Regions from separate parts of the Ovis aries genome. Here region 2 is linked to region 1. Evidence: chromatin contacts called from public Hi-C data. All regions are on one chromosome and are shown on one strand. The core of a region is the stretch at or near the end of the contact, and the rest is flanking DNA. Distances in the headings are between cores, read along the strand shown.

Region 1 (7,050 bases), core at 3,402-5,901:
GGCTGGTAAGAACATGCCTCCCTCTGCCTGGGCACTTCCACAGTGTCCGTGAAGGCAGCGTCGCCACCATGAAAATCAGTTCTGCAGTTTGGATCAGGAGGTGCAGGCGGAGCCCTGGGCTGGTGGGGAAGGAAAAGGGTCTACACCCGCTTCTGCTGTTCTCAGATCTGGGTGTTGGTTTGCTTCTCTGCTCTCTGAGGCTCTCCCTAAGGATACTAGACCCACCAAGCTGATGTCATCCCCCACTTCACACAGAGCAAGAATTTGGGGGCTTTTAAAACACATTAAAGTTGGTTTTTTCAAGTCACAGTTACTTAAGGAGGTAACAGGGCTCAAAGGAATGAGCCAAAGCTCTATTTGGCCAGACCAGCTTGAATTTGAATCATAACTCTGACCTTTCGGAATAGCCAGAGTTGGATAAACTACTTAACCCCTGTGAGTTCAGTTTCCCATGAATAAAATGTAAAGAATACTCTCTGAAGGGTGGGTGTAAGGACCAGCGGTAATGAGCTGTCATTATTTCACCACCTTTCACCACAAAAGAGCTCTTGGCAAAGGGCATCTTATTCTCCAAACACACATACCTATATAAGTCCCCCAAACCATTTCTGTGGGTCAGTAGTTAACATTGACTAAGACCTCATCTGTTTATTCCAACTGAAAATAGATACGATGATAAAGTACTGAAACTTCATAAGGTTGGTGTAAGGACGAAGCGAGGGGAAGTGCCTGGCACCAAGGAACATAGGGGAAGGTTTGCTCTAAGATCCTGCGATCCTGACCGGGGAGCCCCTCGACAGTCTGGAGGACAGCAGAATGAGACAGTGGCCACTTTCCTTGCCACGCCCCCAACACAGGCTACAAAGTAGATTTCATTATCTCTTCTTGTTTGACCAAAATAGCTGTAACAGATGGTCACAGCCCAAATTCCCATAGGGATGACTTTCAGGCTGAAAATCCACTCCAAGGGTATGTATTGTCTTAAAGGAATAGTCGAGCTGCCCGGCCAGGATCAGAGGTTATCCTGAGGCATGTCCAGTTGTCCTTTCTCATCCAAAGAGAGCCTCACCAGTATCCACCCTTCTTCTAGAGCAGGGTCAGCAACTGCAGTCCGAGAACCAAATTCCAACCCCCTGCCCCGACAACCACCTCTTCCTGTAAATAACTTTGAAAAGTACAGTCACATTCTTTTGTTTATGTTTGATCTGTCACTTCATGCGACAGCAGAGCATTTGAGTGGTTGCAGCAGGGCTTAAAAATACTTACTCCTGCTCTAAAACATGATTGGATTTATCAGAAAGGGTTTACCATATTTGCTGCTCTGAGCTCTGAAGTTTTGTTACTCCAGAATGGGTTTCCTTGCAAATGTATTTTTATTCAATCAGCAGAATCAGCACTCCTTACAGAAAAGTTTCAGGTGAGGGTTCATGTAATTCAGAAAACTGTAGAGGCGTTTGGTCTGGTCTTTGTGGAATTTGGAGAGGTGGACTGAAAATCATTCCAGTTTAGGAACCCACGTGGTTATAAACACATAAACAAAAAGAGCAAAGCTAACAGACATCGAGGAAAATGGCCAAAATGGGGGAAGGGTGTGGCTGTAGGAAGTCAGGCTGAGATGGTACTGGGAGAGCATAATTGAGAATGTGGGAAGCCAGACAGAGAAATTGAGGTTTACTGTGAGACCCTGCTGGTTACACTTTTGTGTTGCTGAGGAGAATGAAATGATAAAAGCAAAGCTTTAGGAAGGTTATTATACAGTAAGAGAGGGAGAATGACCAGGAGAGAAAGCAGATTCAGATATCTAGAGAAAAATTATCATAGAAATATGGATATGAGATCTCCAGAGCCAAATAGAGGGATGGAAGCAGAAAGCAGAGAAAGCAAGGAAATAAACAAGAAACTAGATGGTTTTGGTCAAGGGATAAATGTAAGGGGTAAGTCATCAGTTACTCTAATTATAGTGGTCTGTCAGCCCCCAGAGGGGCAGCCCAGTGCCTCATCCTGTGCCTGACGTGTAGTTGACAGGCTGTGATTATTGGATGAAAGGTGTGATTGACAGAAGTGGATGGGGGTGGCGGACACACAGATGGTTGATGGGAAGGGTAGGAATGAGAAGCCAGCACACAAGCCATGTTGAGCTTGAGGCAAGGCTGTTTGTATTTTCTTTCTTTGCCAAAAAGGCAAATTAGATCTCAGCAGTCACAACAAACTTGGTAAACAAATGGCTAAAGATTACCCCCTTTTACAGTTTTTTTTAAATGTAGATAAGTTCAGGATTAGATTCCATCCAGGTTTATACACACACAGTTACTCTCTTTTGCTCTCTATCTAACATACAGGCACACACATGCATTGGCAAGGTCTTTAGCAAGTGAACAGTCCATAAATGGGCTGTATTTAACTGTGCAGAACTCCACAGAAGGTACCGAATAACCGAGAAGCCAAGACTGAGAATGGCTTCAGTCAGATGTGATTTGCTCATTTGTTTCAGCAAAGTTCCCTACATGATTGTTGGCTCCCAACTTTGGCTACAAGCAGAGATTGATGGACATCTTTGTTTATCTCCTATCTGTTGTTACTTAGGATTTGAAAGTGACACTTATGGAAAAGGAGAGATCTATCTTTGTTGGAAGAAGTTGGGAAGTTTAAAACCAATTTAGACTACTGCCTATGTAAACTCCTTCTGCCCACCTCCCAGCTTTAATGAGTTCTTTTAAAGAATGTTTTTTTACCTCTAACGGAAAGCCTCAAACCTAGCAGTTATTTTTTCAGGACTTAAGAAACATGGACTCCCGGTTTCCTATTTTTCTGAGTTGTCTATTAGAAAGAGAAAGGCTGGCAAATGAATTAAACAGAAAGAGGCAAGGATCTGCAGCCTCTTTTTCCATGAAAGCCCCAAATTACTGCCAAGGTGTTGGGATTGGTTGAAGGTGGACTGGTGGGTGTTGGGAATGCATCGTGCTCAAGAAGACAGGTAAGTCCTCACCCCAGCCCTCCTTTATGTTTCTTGGCTTCAGAATTAGTCTTGGCCTGTGAACTTGTAAACCTTTCTAACAAGTAAGGGTTCATCCATTGCCAAGCTGTTGAAACTTTGTAGCAAAGACCTAGTTGTGGAAATGTTTATCTGCCTGCTTGTCCCTACTGGTCATGGGGCTGGTTCACAGTGATGAGACCTTTACACACTTCCTATGAACTAGGTCCATTTTACAGATGAGGAGACTGAGGCACATGGGCCAAGTTGCTCAAGGTCATACAACTTGTAAGGAGAGAAGCCAGTCTGTGAACCAGGGTGACCTCACTTCAGGGGTACACTGTTCAGTCTGGTGCTAAACTGTCAAATGCCCAAAGAGGAGTCCTCCTCCTCATTCCCATTTTGCAGCTGAGCAAATTAAGGCTCAGAGGGATTAAGAGGCTTACACTTACTTAAGTGGCCATGAATGCAAAAATGTCAGAATAACCCAGGCTTCTGATTCTTAGCCTGGAGCTCTTTCTGATACAATGGATCAACTTTTCTTCAGAGTGAGATTAAACGTGATTATTCAGTTCTGAGCTGCGGTGGAAATTTAAGCAGGGGACCTCCATCTACCAGGATCAGTGTCTCCTTGCCAGCCCTTTAGAGGACAAGAGGATGAAATAAAACATTTCAGGAGCTGCCGAGGTAGTCATTTTTCCAGTTCTCAATCTGACCCAATGGACTGTTGGCCAAATTAAACTGTGATGCTTCACACTCGTCACTAAAAGTCTGTGTGTGGTTTGGGGGTGGTGATGATGGGGACGATCCCCAAAGCACCAGATTTCCTTTATTTAGGAAAATCGACTGCTCTCATTAGAGGAGCATCCTGCCAGCTTTCTGTGGTGTGTCTGCAGCCGGGAGGAAGTGTGGGAGAGGATGTCAGCTCCGGGAAGCCCGCTCTCATAATTAAGGATGAGTCTGTTGCCTTCTGATGGGGATTCTTTCTCTCCCACCCTCGTGCTTTCTCGGAGACCATGGAGCTTGGCAGGCCCAGATTGTATAGAGGACAAAAGGTTATTGTCACCCAGACCTTCCTAATGAAATCTGTCTCGTCCCTGGCTCCCCTACCTCCTTTCTGCTCAGATAGTTTGCACAGTGGTTTGATTTACGAAGGCTTTTTTTTTCTCTCTCTCTTTTTTAAAAATTATTTTATAAATAGATCAAGTTTTGTATCTTTTGTTTTTGTGTGTTTTGTTTTTTACTGTGGTGGGTGGGTCTTTGTTGGTATGCGGGCTTCCCTCTGTGGCTCCTCTTGTTGTGGAGCGCGAGCTCTAGGACATGCGGGCTTCAGTAGTTGCAGCTCCCAGGCTCTAGAGCCCAGACTCAGTAGTTGGGACACACACGCATAGTTACCCTGCAGCATGGGGGATCTTCCCAGACCAGGGATTGAACCCATGTCTCCTGCGCTGGCAGGCAGATTCTTTACCTCTGAGCCACCAGGGAAGCCCCACAAAGGCGTTTTCTAACAGCACTCTGGATGCTGAGTCAGTCCCTGACATGTCCCAGCTCTCACCTTCTGTGCTGGATGTCCTCGGTCCTGGCGCCAGAACCTTGGCCTTGGACTTGGTATGAGCCGTGTCCCTCCTCCCCAGCCCTTTGTGTGGAGCTGCTGTCTGTTGCACGATGCTCACTAGCTGGCATTGTGAGCCCAGCGTCCTGACCCACTCCCCTCTGAGCCGTCTCAGGCCGTTATTTGCTGGCAAGCATCTGTGTTCCCGAGTTAAAACAACAGTTTCTCACAGCTGGCTTTGTGGCACCAAGTGCCCGCTCCTGTGACTGCGGGTGATTTCGCTTTCTCGTGTAGGATCTGTGTTCTTTGTGCTTTGTGTCTGGCCGCATGGGGTGATGAGCAAGGCTGGGCCCCCACACACACACCCCAGAGCACACGGGAGGGGGCCATAGCTTCACCCCTGGCTTTGGGCCAGACTCTCCAGCAGCTGTTCCTGGGCTGATGGGATTTGTTGAGAGCGAGGGCCAAAGAGGACAAGTCCATCGTGTGAATGCAAGATTGCTTCCAGATGGTTCTGGTTAACAGTAAAGTACACCAAAATTCTTTCTTTAAGCAAAGCCATTTTAACGTTTATAATGGTCTTATTTCAGGGACCAGTAACATGAGATGGCATGGCTTACTTAGGAAAGAGAGTGCTGCTTGGGCACCAGTCCTCACTCTGCCGCGGTTCTGGGGCCCTGGGCAAATCCCAAGCCTAGGGTCTCTTGTTCATAAAATACTTCCTGTGCCCTTCTCTGCCAGCCTCCAGTGGGGGTGGGCTTTGCACTGCTTTTCCGAGCTTCTGAAAAAGACAGATTCCATTAGGAAAATTCCAGTGATGGTAACGTTTCATTTCTGTCTCTTGCAGCCCTTAACTCTTTTGTGATTCCGACTTGATGATGCATCAGGGTAATTGTTCCCTCCTCTACTTCCTTGAAACTGAGAGCTGATAAATTAGAGGCTTTCCCCTGGGAACAGAGTGCCGTCCACCGCCATTTTCTTCTCTCAGCACTCACTACCTTTATGAAGGCAAAGGGAAACTTTTCTGTTCCGTGTCCTCTCCGGCAGAGTGGCCACTAGCCCCCAGGGACCATTTCAATCTAAATTAGTTAAAATTAATTAAAAGTAAAAATTGGTTTCCCACGTCACAGCAGCCGCATCTCAGTTGTTCAGTGGCCACGTATGGCTCGTGGCTACTGAGGTGGACGTGGCAGATATAGAACATTTCCATCATCACATAAAGTCTTAGCAGATGGCACTGCAGTCTAGGTAATGTAAGGGTTTAACTGGGGTGGAGGGCAATGCCGGGAGCTGTCTGTAATTGAACAACCCAGTAGCAAGGAGTTAAAAAGACAGCTGAGCCAAGATGGGGAGAGCAGAATGTTGTGGCCGTGCTCTGTGGCTTCTGACCCTGCTGCTGCTGGACTCCAAGTCCAGAAGTGGGAGATGGGCTTTCCTCTACTCTTCAGACCTTCGGGGGCAAAGGTCATTGTGTTTAGGGATGTCTGGTCTGCAGCCATCCCTCTCTGGCAAGCCTGCTGACCATTCCATCTGCCCTGGTCAGTAACACACCTCCCTCCTCCAGCCCCTCTCCACCACCTCCTAGACTGTGCTAGCCGTTGGCACTTTTATTCATCTTGTTTTTTTCTTTCACTTCTTGGAGAATATTTCAGACCCTGAGGATCGGTTTGAAAAGCAGCTTCACTCGCAACCCTTTTCCTTTCTGGTTGAGGCTGACATTTATTCTCAGTGTGAAGCCTGGAGCCCAGCTCCGGGTTGAGCGTTGCAGCCCCCCAGCATTGGGCTTCTTACCAGCCATGCAAATGTCTTCTGGAGAGAAACTCACCAGAGGCACCCCCAGCGTGGTGCAGAGCTGCTGGGTCAGGTTCCACAAATAGTTTAGTGTCTTCCACCTTCTTCTTCATTGCTCTTTTCAATGCCCTCTGATGGTGCATTCAGGCAGGCTGGCAGGGAATGGGATAAGCAGATTGAGAAATGCCACAGAATGCTTTATGAAGCCAGCTCCAGAGCTGTACCCGCGTTTTAATATAAATTGATTTATTGAACCAAGCACAGAAGCCCTGTTACAGAAACCCCAGGCTGTGTCCTCCTGAGGACCACCTAAAAAAGCAGCCCCAACTGACACTCCTCATTAGCTTTTCCACTGATCCCCAGGCAGTTTTGAAAGGGACAGTGTCCCTCCTTTGGGCTGAATTTATATGTTGGCCATGCCTGTGGGTCTAATTAGCTCAGCATTATTAGTCCTGCTCAGAAAGCTTGCGTTTCCTAGCAGCTTGACTTTTGAGTTTTCAAGAGTAATTGGAAAATTCAAACTCCGTCCTCCTCCTCTTCTTGATTTTAATCACCTTTAACCCAGTCTTTGGAAATTTACCTGCAGAAGTCCCTGACTCCCGTGGTTGAGGTGCGTGCAGTCCCTCCTTGGTGCAAATCCTGACATTACTGTGGGGCCATAGACTTCACCAAGGAGGCTTTTTATACTCACCAGAGAAATAGCACATTTTAATTTTATAATCACTTCACGAGAAAG
Region 2 (7,050 bases), core at 1,983-4,482, 110 kb after region 1:
ACATCTTTATTTCCAGTAATTTGAAACAACATTTATTAAAATGTTATTACCATAACTCAGCTTTCCTTTGGTCTGGCACTTATTGAGGACACCCAAAATATTGCTTTATTCTTTCCCATCAGTGGTTTTCTGCTATTACAAATTTCAGTGTTTGACAACAGATCAACAAAAAAGTTAATAACACCAAGTAAATGTCAAAAATATCAACTGCAAAATTGTACTTTTGACAAAGCAATTTCATCTTTGTAGTAAACTGTCAATAGTAAAAATGTTCAGCAGGTAATTTTCATCAATGTACAGAAATAGTAAAGTGAAATTCATGAAAGGCTAATTTTTAAAACTAGAGATTAGGGTAGAAATATAACTACGGTACTAAAAACAAGTTGGTTGGGGCAGTATCTTCTTTGTAATTTAGCAAACAAGAAAAACATATGGAAGTACTTTATATCCAACAACTCAAAATGTTCCTAATATGTGGGCAATTCTGGATGAAATTTACTTTAAAAGCAGAGGATAAACTATGAATACTTTGTACATCCACTTCAGCTTCCTACCTGATGTCTATTCAAGTTCAATAAATTACTGGCAGAATCGGTAACACTTTGGGGTACAAATTAACAACTGTTGATCCCCTATAAAATGTTCTACAGTATAATGGAAAGATGAGGACCTGTGGGATGAGGATTACCTTGGTTGCTTGGATGAACTGTTCTGGGAAATGAAAATTAGAATTTTATTAGCTTCTCTGTAAATCAAGATTTTACATAGCACCCAGAGACTTTCATCCTTTAAAAGAACTGGCACTTAATAAAATCTAAATTTACTTTGCTCTTTGATATCAAAAGATAGCAAACTCAAAAAGCCAACGTTCAGATATTTTATGCGTTTTAAGATTTAGTCAATAAAAGGTTCTCTACTGTCCTTCCCACAATGAGGCAGCTCCATCCAGACCAGATCAGACTGAGTAAGGTTATCTCAAAAAGCTAAACCAAACTAAATCAAGACACACTTATTAGATCACTTTTGAATTATGAAAGCAACAAACTCTTGCTGGAGGGGACTAACAGGATTCAGTTGGCTTAAAAAATTTTTCTCCTTACATGTGCCTTTTTCTAGGCAAAGAACTGCCTTATTTTTCTCAATTATGCATCCAAAATTAAACCATAGAATGCTTGTGATTACACCATTCAAAGTTAATTCTTCTACACAAATCAAAACCAGATCTGTTTTCTAAGGAAAGTATTAAAATTTACCACTAATTTTTCTCAGGGAAATTAAAATTTTAAAAGTACAATCATCATCTTTTTCTACCCAGATCTCGGAGTATTTAAAATACCAAGTCATTTCATTAGTTTTCCAAACTACGTTTTATTAAAAACTGAGGGAACAGTGGTCCCTCACAAATTAAAATGGAAAATATTAAGATTTTTAAACTCAGAGTATCCACAAACCACACTTTTAGCGCCTACCTAGATCCTTTCCTCCCACACTGATGAGCAACGACTATACAGCATGAGAATCAAAGGCCAAAAGCCACCACCACCACACTGGCACAAGGAGCCCCCAAAGGTAAATTAAAAAACAAAACAAAACAACACAGCATACTGTAAAAAGAATTTATTTGCCTCATACATTTAAAAAAAACCTCAACAGAGCGTTTAACTATAAATTCAATCTTCTCATTCAAGGAGCTGCAAAACAAAGTTTAAACAGAAACTTTTAATTGCTTTGGGTTTATATTTTGAAAACTCTTAGATTTACAGAGGGAACATACCAAATAAACAAAATCGAAATGTTAAGGCATAAACTTTAATGGGTCGACTATTCTACCCCCTATGCCGGTTCTGCACGAGGTACCTCACGCAAATCCGATTCATAAAGAATGAAGTGCGCAAAATACGCACTAACTAAATCGTGCATCAACTACTGAAAGAAGCGTTCAAATTATTTAGGATGGTAAAGTTATCCGTGTCAATTACTCAATTTCATTCCTTCCTTCAAAAGCAAATAGCGGATCCAGAGATTTAGGTCTTCCCCCAGCTTTACAAAAGTCCCTGTCCGCCCCCGTCCCCGCAATTCCTTCCTCCCTCCGGGAAACCATACAACTAACGGTTTCCGTGGCGGTCGCTGAGGCCGGGGCTCCGCGGGCTGCCCCCGCGCCCCGGAAAACAAAGGGGATTCCCAGCCATTGTCCTCCGCGGCGCTGAGCATCACCAGCACTAGCAAGGCAGTAGCTTGCGCAGTTATCTCCACAGCGGGCAATGTCACAACCCGACCAACAGCACAAACTACTACCTCAGCCAGGGCCATGGTGTCGGGGAGGCACCGGACCACGCTGAGGCGAGCGAAGCGACTCCGGTGCTCCTCCGTCGTTCCTCCGCCGCCGCCGCCGCCGACCCCGCGCCCCTGCTCTTCGCCGCGCCGCGCCTGCAGACCCCGCCCAGCGCCGCGCCGCTCGGCCGCACCCCGGGAGCTCCCGGCATCTTCGCGGCGCCGGCGCCCGGGGGAGGCCGAGCCAGGGTCCTCTACGTAACCGAGCGCTCTGGAGAGAAAAGGTGCCCAGAGGTCCTGTCCCAGGCAGCCGCTCCCTCTGCCGCCCCGAGGGGACGCCGTCCCCCAGGCCGCTCGACAGCAGGAAATGGGCGGCAAAAGCGCAGCCGGCGCCTGCGGGACCCGGACCATTCCAGTGAGGCAGCGAGCAGCGCTCCCGCGCTTCGCCCGTCGCGAGCTCCGAGCCGTCTCCACCGCGCTCCCGCCACGTCTCCGGGACGTACCGCCCGCGCCCCTCCCCGCCCCGCGGTGGGGGCTGGGTGGCGGCTGGGGCCCACGGGCGCCGCGCTCTCGGCACACGCGCGCGGGGCCGGCTCTCCGCTCGGTAGAACGCCCGGGGCGCTTCCTGCGGAGGCGGACAGCGGCTCCGGCGCCGCGGCCAGAAAACCCAGGCACAGCCCGGAAGTCCCCAGGCCACCCGCTCCTCAGTACCCTTCGGGGAAATCCCGTGCCCCTCTGCAGGAGGCGAGAAGAAAACAAACAAAAACCCCGTAAAACTGAAACCGGGCCGGGCTGCGGGATGGGTGGCAGCGGCGAGAGCCCGGCGCCCACGGACACACGCCCCGTCTCGCGCTCCGCTGCTCCAGTGAGTCGGTCGAACCATAGAGACCACTTAAGGAGGCTCGCGCGCTACTCCCCACCACGTGACCGCCCCGCTAGGCCGCACCCCCCCGCGCCGCCATCTTACATCCGGGACAGAAGCGGCGTCCCTTTCCCCGCCTTGGCAAAATTCGACGTGTCACTAGAAATCAGCCCCCAAAGGGGGAACCCGGATTCCACGTCACCAAAGTGCTGAGGGCGCGGGCTGCGCTCCCCACGCCGCTTAACGGGGCAAAAGTGGAGCCGCTAACTTCTCCCGGTGTTTGTCCGCAAAGAAAATGGCGGCACTTACCGCCGTCTAAGTGGACACGTTGTACTCTGGCTGAGGTTTAAAGTTTCTGGCACCTCCTTTCGCATCTAGCAAGGACACCGCAACATGCGCTCCACCCCGCGGCGTGGCCGCTGCGCCACATTCCGCAGAAAACCGGCGGGAAAGCTGCTGCACTGCCCGCTTTAATGCGCAGGCTCCTGAGACTTGTGGGTGGGTTTTTTTTTTTTTTAAGGCCAAGTTTGGGAAAAGGCCTACTACCCTGAGCTCCATCTGCTTTGGGGCCAGGCGAGTTTCTTTTTGCCTCCCATTTTGAGACTTTTGTGAAGTTAAATCGGTGTGAAGAAAAAGCAGGCAGGGGCTGCCAATTAAGATTCACAGAACGTCTAATTCGAGTTTCGGATAAACGAATTATTTTTTAGTATATGTATGTCCCCTATACTAAAAATGTTTGAACTTGGAATATAGCTAGTGTCCTGTACTTTTACGTAAATCTGGCAATACTGTTAGTCATCACCCTCCTGAAAATCCAGACCACATAAGAAAAATAAGGAATGGGGGAACTGAGTGTGTTCAGACTTGAGACTGCTTCTGCGCAGGCTTTGATCCCTTCATGAGAGGCAGAGGGCTAAGGTCCAGACTCCAAACCACACACAAGGGACATCCATGCATAACTGCTTTTGGGAACAATAGGTATTCTTTACCTTTAAAGCAGCACAATGTAACCTTGATAACCTCTCAGCCAGAGAATCTCTTTGCAAGTAAAAGATTACATAATACTGGCTTTTCATTTCTATTCTATTTAGTATTGGTAATGGGACACAGTTTAAAAAAATTTTTTTGACTATGCTGCGTCTTTTATTGCTGCGCGGGCTTTTCGCTAGTTGCAGGGGCCAGGGGTTACTCTCTAGTTGCCATGCCTGGCCTCATTGTGGCTTCTCTTGTAGCAGAATCCAGGCTCTAGGGCATACGGGCTTCAGTAATCCCCGCAGGTGGTCTCAATGGTTGGTGCTGCCCGCCTGTAGAGCGCAGAGTGGTTGTCACCTCGGGGCTTGCTTGTTCCCCTAGCATGTGGGATCTTCCCAGATCAGGGATCCAACTCCTGTCTCCTGCATTGACAAGCAGATTTTTTTTTTTTTTTTAAATACTGCTGAGCCACCAAAGAAGCCTGGAACACAATTTATTGAACAAAGTTTCAAATTAAAAAGCAACCTGCCTGACATGTTTCAAAATAAAATTTGTAGTATGCAAATTAAGACATACACTTGGTTTGGTGTGTTTTTGTTTTTGTTTTTTTCTGCCCCAGGTGGCACTTGTGATACCTTCTTATTTCCCTGACTAGGAATCAAACCCCGGGCCCTTGACAGTGAAAGCAGGGAGTCCTAACTAAGGAATTCCCTAAAATATACTTGGGTATGCCCACTAACTGCCCAATCCCAGTGTCATGCCTCCTGTATGCATTTTAAAGCAAACGCTTAAGTTTGCCTTGATGTGCAATCAGAACTACTTCCAATTAACAATATTTGTGTATTTTTTGTATATATGGAACATACTTGCAATTAGGTGCCTAACCTGACCCAAATACAAACTTGACTGGGCATCTCAGTGATGCTTACCATAGTCTATGTGCTTAGTCGCTTCAGTCATGTTCAACTCTTTGCAACCCCATAGACTGTAGTCCTCCAGGCTCCTCTGTCCATGGGATTCTCCAGGCAAGGATACTTGAGTGGGTTGCCATTTCCTTCTCCAAGGGATCTTTCTGACCCAGGAATCGAACCCAGGTCTCTTCTGTCTCCTATGCTGGCAAGTGCAGGCAACACTCTACCACTAGCACCATCTGGAAATCAGCTCACTAATACTTTCATTATAATTCACACCACCTTGTTCCCATAAGCAATGCTTAGCCTGGCATCCCCCACTGCTGATTCATTGCACAGTGGACCACATTATCCTCCATCACAGTTCACTTCAGTTCAGTTCAGTTGCTCAGTCGTGCCCGACTCTTTGCGACCCCATGAATCACAGCACGCCAGGCCTCCCTGTCCATCACCAACTCCCAGAGTTCACTCAGATTCACATTCATTGAGTCAGTGATGCCATCCAGCCATCTCATTCTATGTCGTCCCCTTCTCCTCCTGCACCCATTCCCTCCCAGCATCAGTCTTTTCCAATGAGTCAACTCTTCGCATGAGGTGGCCAAAGTACTGGAGTTTCAGCTTTAGCATCAGTCCTTCCAAAGAAATCCCAGGGCTGATCTTCAGAATGGACTGGTTGGATCTCCTTGCAGTCCAAGGGACTCTCAAGAGTCTTCTCCAACACCACAGTTCTCCAACACCATCAATTCTTCGGCGCACAGCCTTCGTCACAGTCCTCACATCCATACATGATGACTGGAAAAACCATAGCCTTGAATAGACAGACCTTAGTCGGCAAAGTAATGTCTCTGCTTTTGAATATGCTATCTAGGTTGGTCATAACTTTTCTTCCAAGGAGTAAGTGTCTTTTAATTTCATGGCTGCAGTCACCATCTGCAGTGATTTGGGAGCCCCCCAAAAATAAAGTCTGACACTGTTTCCACTGTTTCCCCATCTATTTCCCATGAAGTGATGGAACCGGATGCCATGATCTTCGTTTTCTGAATGTTGAGCTTTAAGCCACCTTTTTCGCTCTCCTCTTTCACTTTCATCAAGAGGTTTTTTAGTTCCTCTTCACTTTCTGCCATAAGGGTGGTGTCATCTGCATATCTGAGGTGATTGATATTTCTCCTGGCAATCTTGATTCCAGCTTGTGCTTCTTCCAGTCCAGCGTTTCTCATGATGTACTCTGCGTAGAAGTTAAATAAGCAGGGTGACAATATACAGCCTTGACATACTCCTTTTCCTATTTGGAACCAGTCTGTTGGTCCATGCCCAGTTCGAACTGTTGCTTCCTGACCTGCATATAGGTTTCTCAAGAGGCAGGTCAGGTGGTCTGTTATTCCCATCTCTTTCAGAATTTTCCACAGTTTCTTGTGATCCACACAGTCAAAGGCTTTGGCATAGTCAATAAAGCAGAAATAGATGTTTCTCTGGAACTCTCTTGCTTTTTCCATGATCCAGCGGATGTTGGCAATTTTATCTCTGGTTCCTCTGCCTTTCCTAAAACCAGCTTGAATATCAGGAAGTTCACGGTTCACGTATTGCTGAAGCCTGGCTTGGAGAATTTTGAGCATTACTTTACTAGCATGTGAGATGAGTGCAATTGTACAGTAGTTTGAGCATTCTTTGGCACTGCCTTTCTTTGGGATTGGAATGAAAACTGACCTTTTCCAGTCCTGCGGCCACTGCTGAGTATTCCAAATTTGCTGGCATATTGAGTGCAGCACTTTCACAGCATCATCTTTCAGGATTTGAAATAGCTCAACTGGAATGCCATCACCTCCACTAGCTTTATTCGTAGTGATGCTTCCTAGGGCCCAGACTTCACATTCCAGGATGTCTGGCTCTAGATGAGTGATCACATCATCGTGATTATCCAGGTCGTGAAGATCTTTTTTGTACAGTTCTTCTGTGTATTCTTGCCACCTCTTCTTAATCTCTTCTGCTTCTGTTAGGTCTACCATTTCTGTCCTTTATTGAGCCCATCTTTGCATG

The links. A called contact is a pair of places that touch in the nucleus more often than the background predicts.
Region 2: a Hi-C map of hypothalamus shows a contact between it and region 1, with 2.9 times the contacts expected there. The contact joins the promoter of LOC121819183 here to the enhancer-like site in region 1. A contact is called at or near these places in 3 of 16 Hi-C or Micro-C datasets (hypothalamus, mesenteric adipose tissue and tail adipose tissue).

Annotation. Positions count from the first base shown.
Region 1 is chr3:156,988,645-156,995,694 of ARS-UI_Ramb_v3.0, forward strand. It overlaps PPM1H (protein phosphatase, Mg2+/Mn2+ dependent 1H), which reads left to right. Exons shown (of 11, transcript XR_003588833.2): 6 at 1-5. Among named protein-coding and RNA genes, the nearest start is that of MIRLET7I, 110 kb to the right of the region's middle. Within about 2 kb of position 4,652, at least 20 of the 54 cell types and tissues checked have an H3K27ac peak or open chromatin away from gene starts, as enhancers often do. A contact at or near this core is called in hypothalamus, where this site is marked.
Region 2 is chr3:157,104,724-157,111,773 of ARS-UI_Ramb_v3.0, forward strand. It overlaps LOC121819183, which reads right to left and starts at 3,233. Exons shown (of 2, transcript XM_060413671.1): 1 at 3,228-3,233; 2 at 1,603-3,180. The coding sequence starts at 3,233. The coding sequence ends at 1,972. MIRLET7I (microRNA let-7i) reads right to left here and starts at 2,304; the gene lies at 2,221-2,304.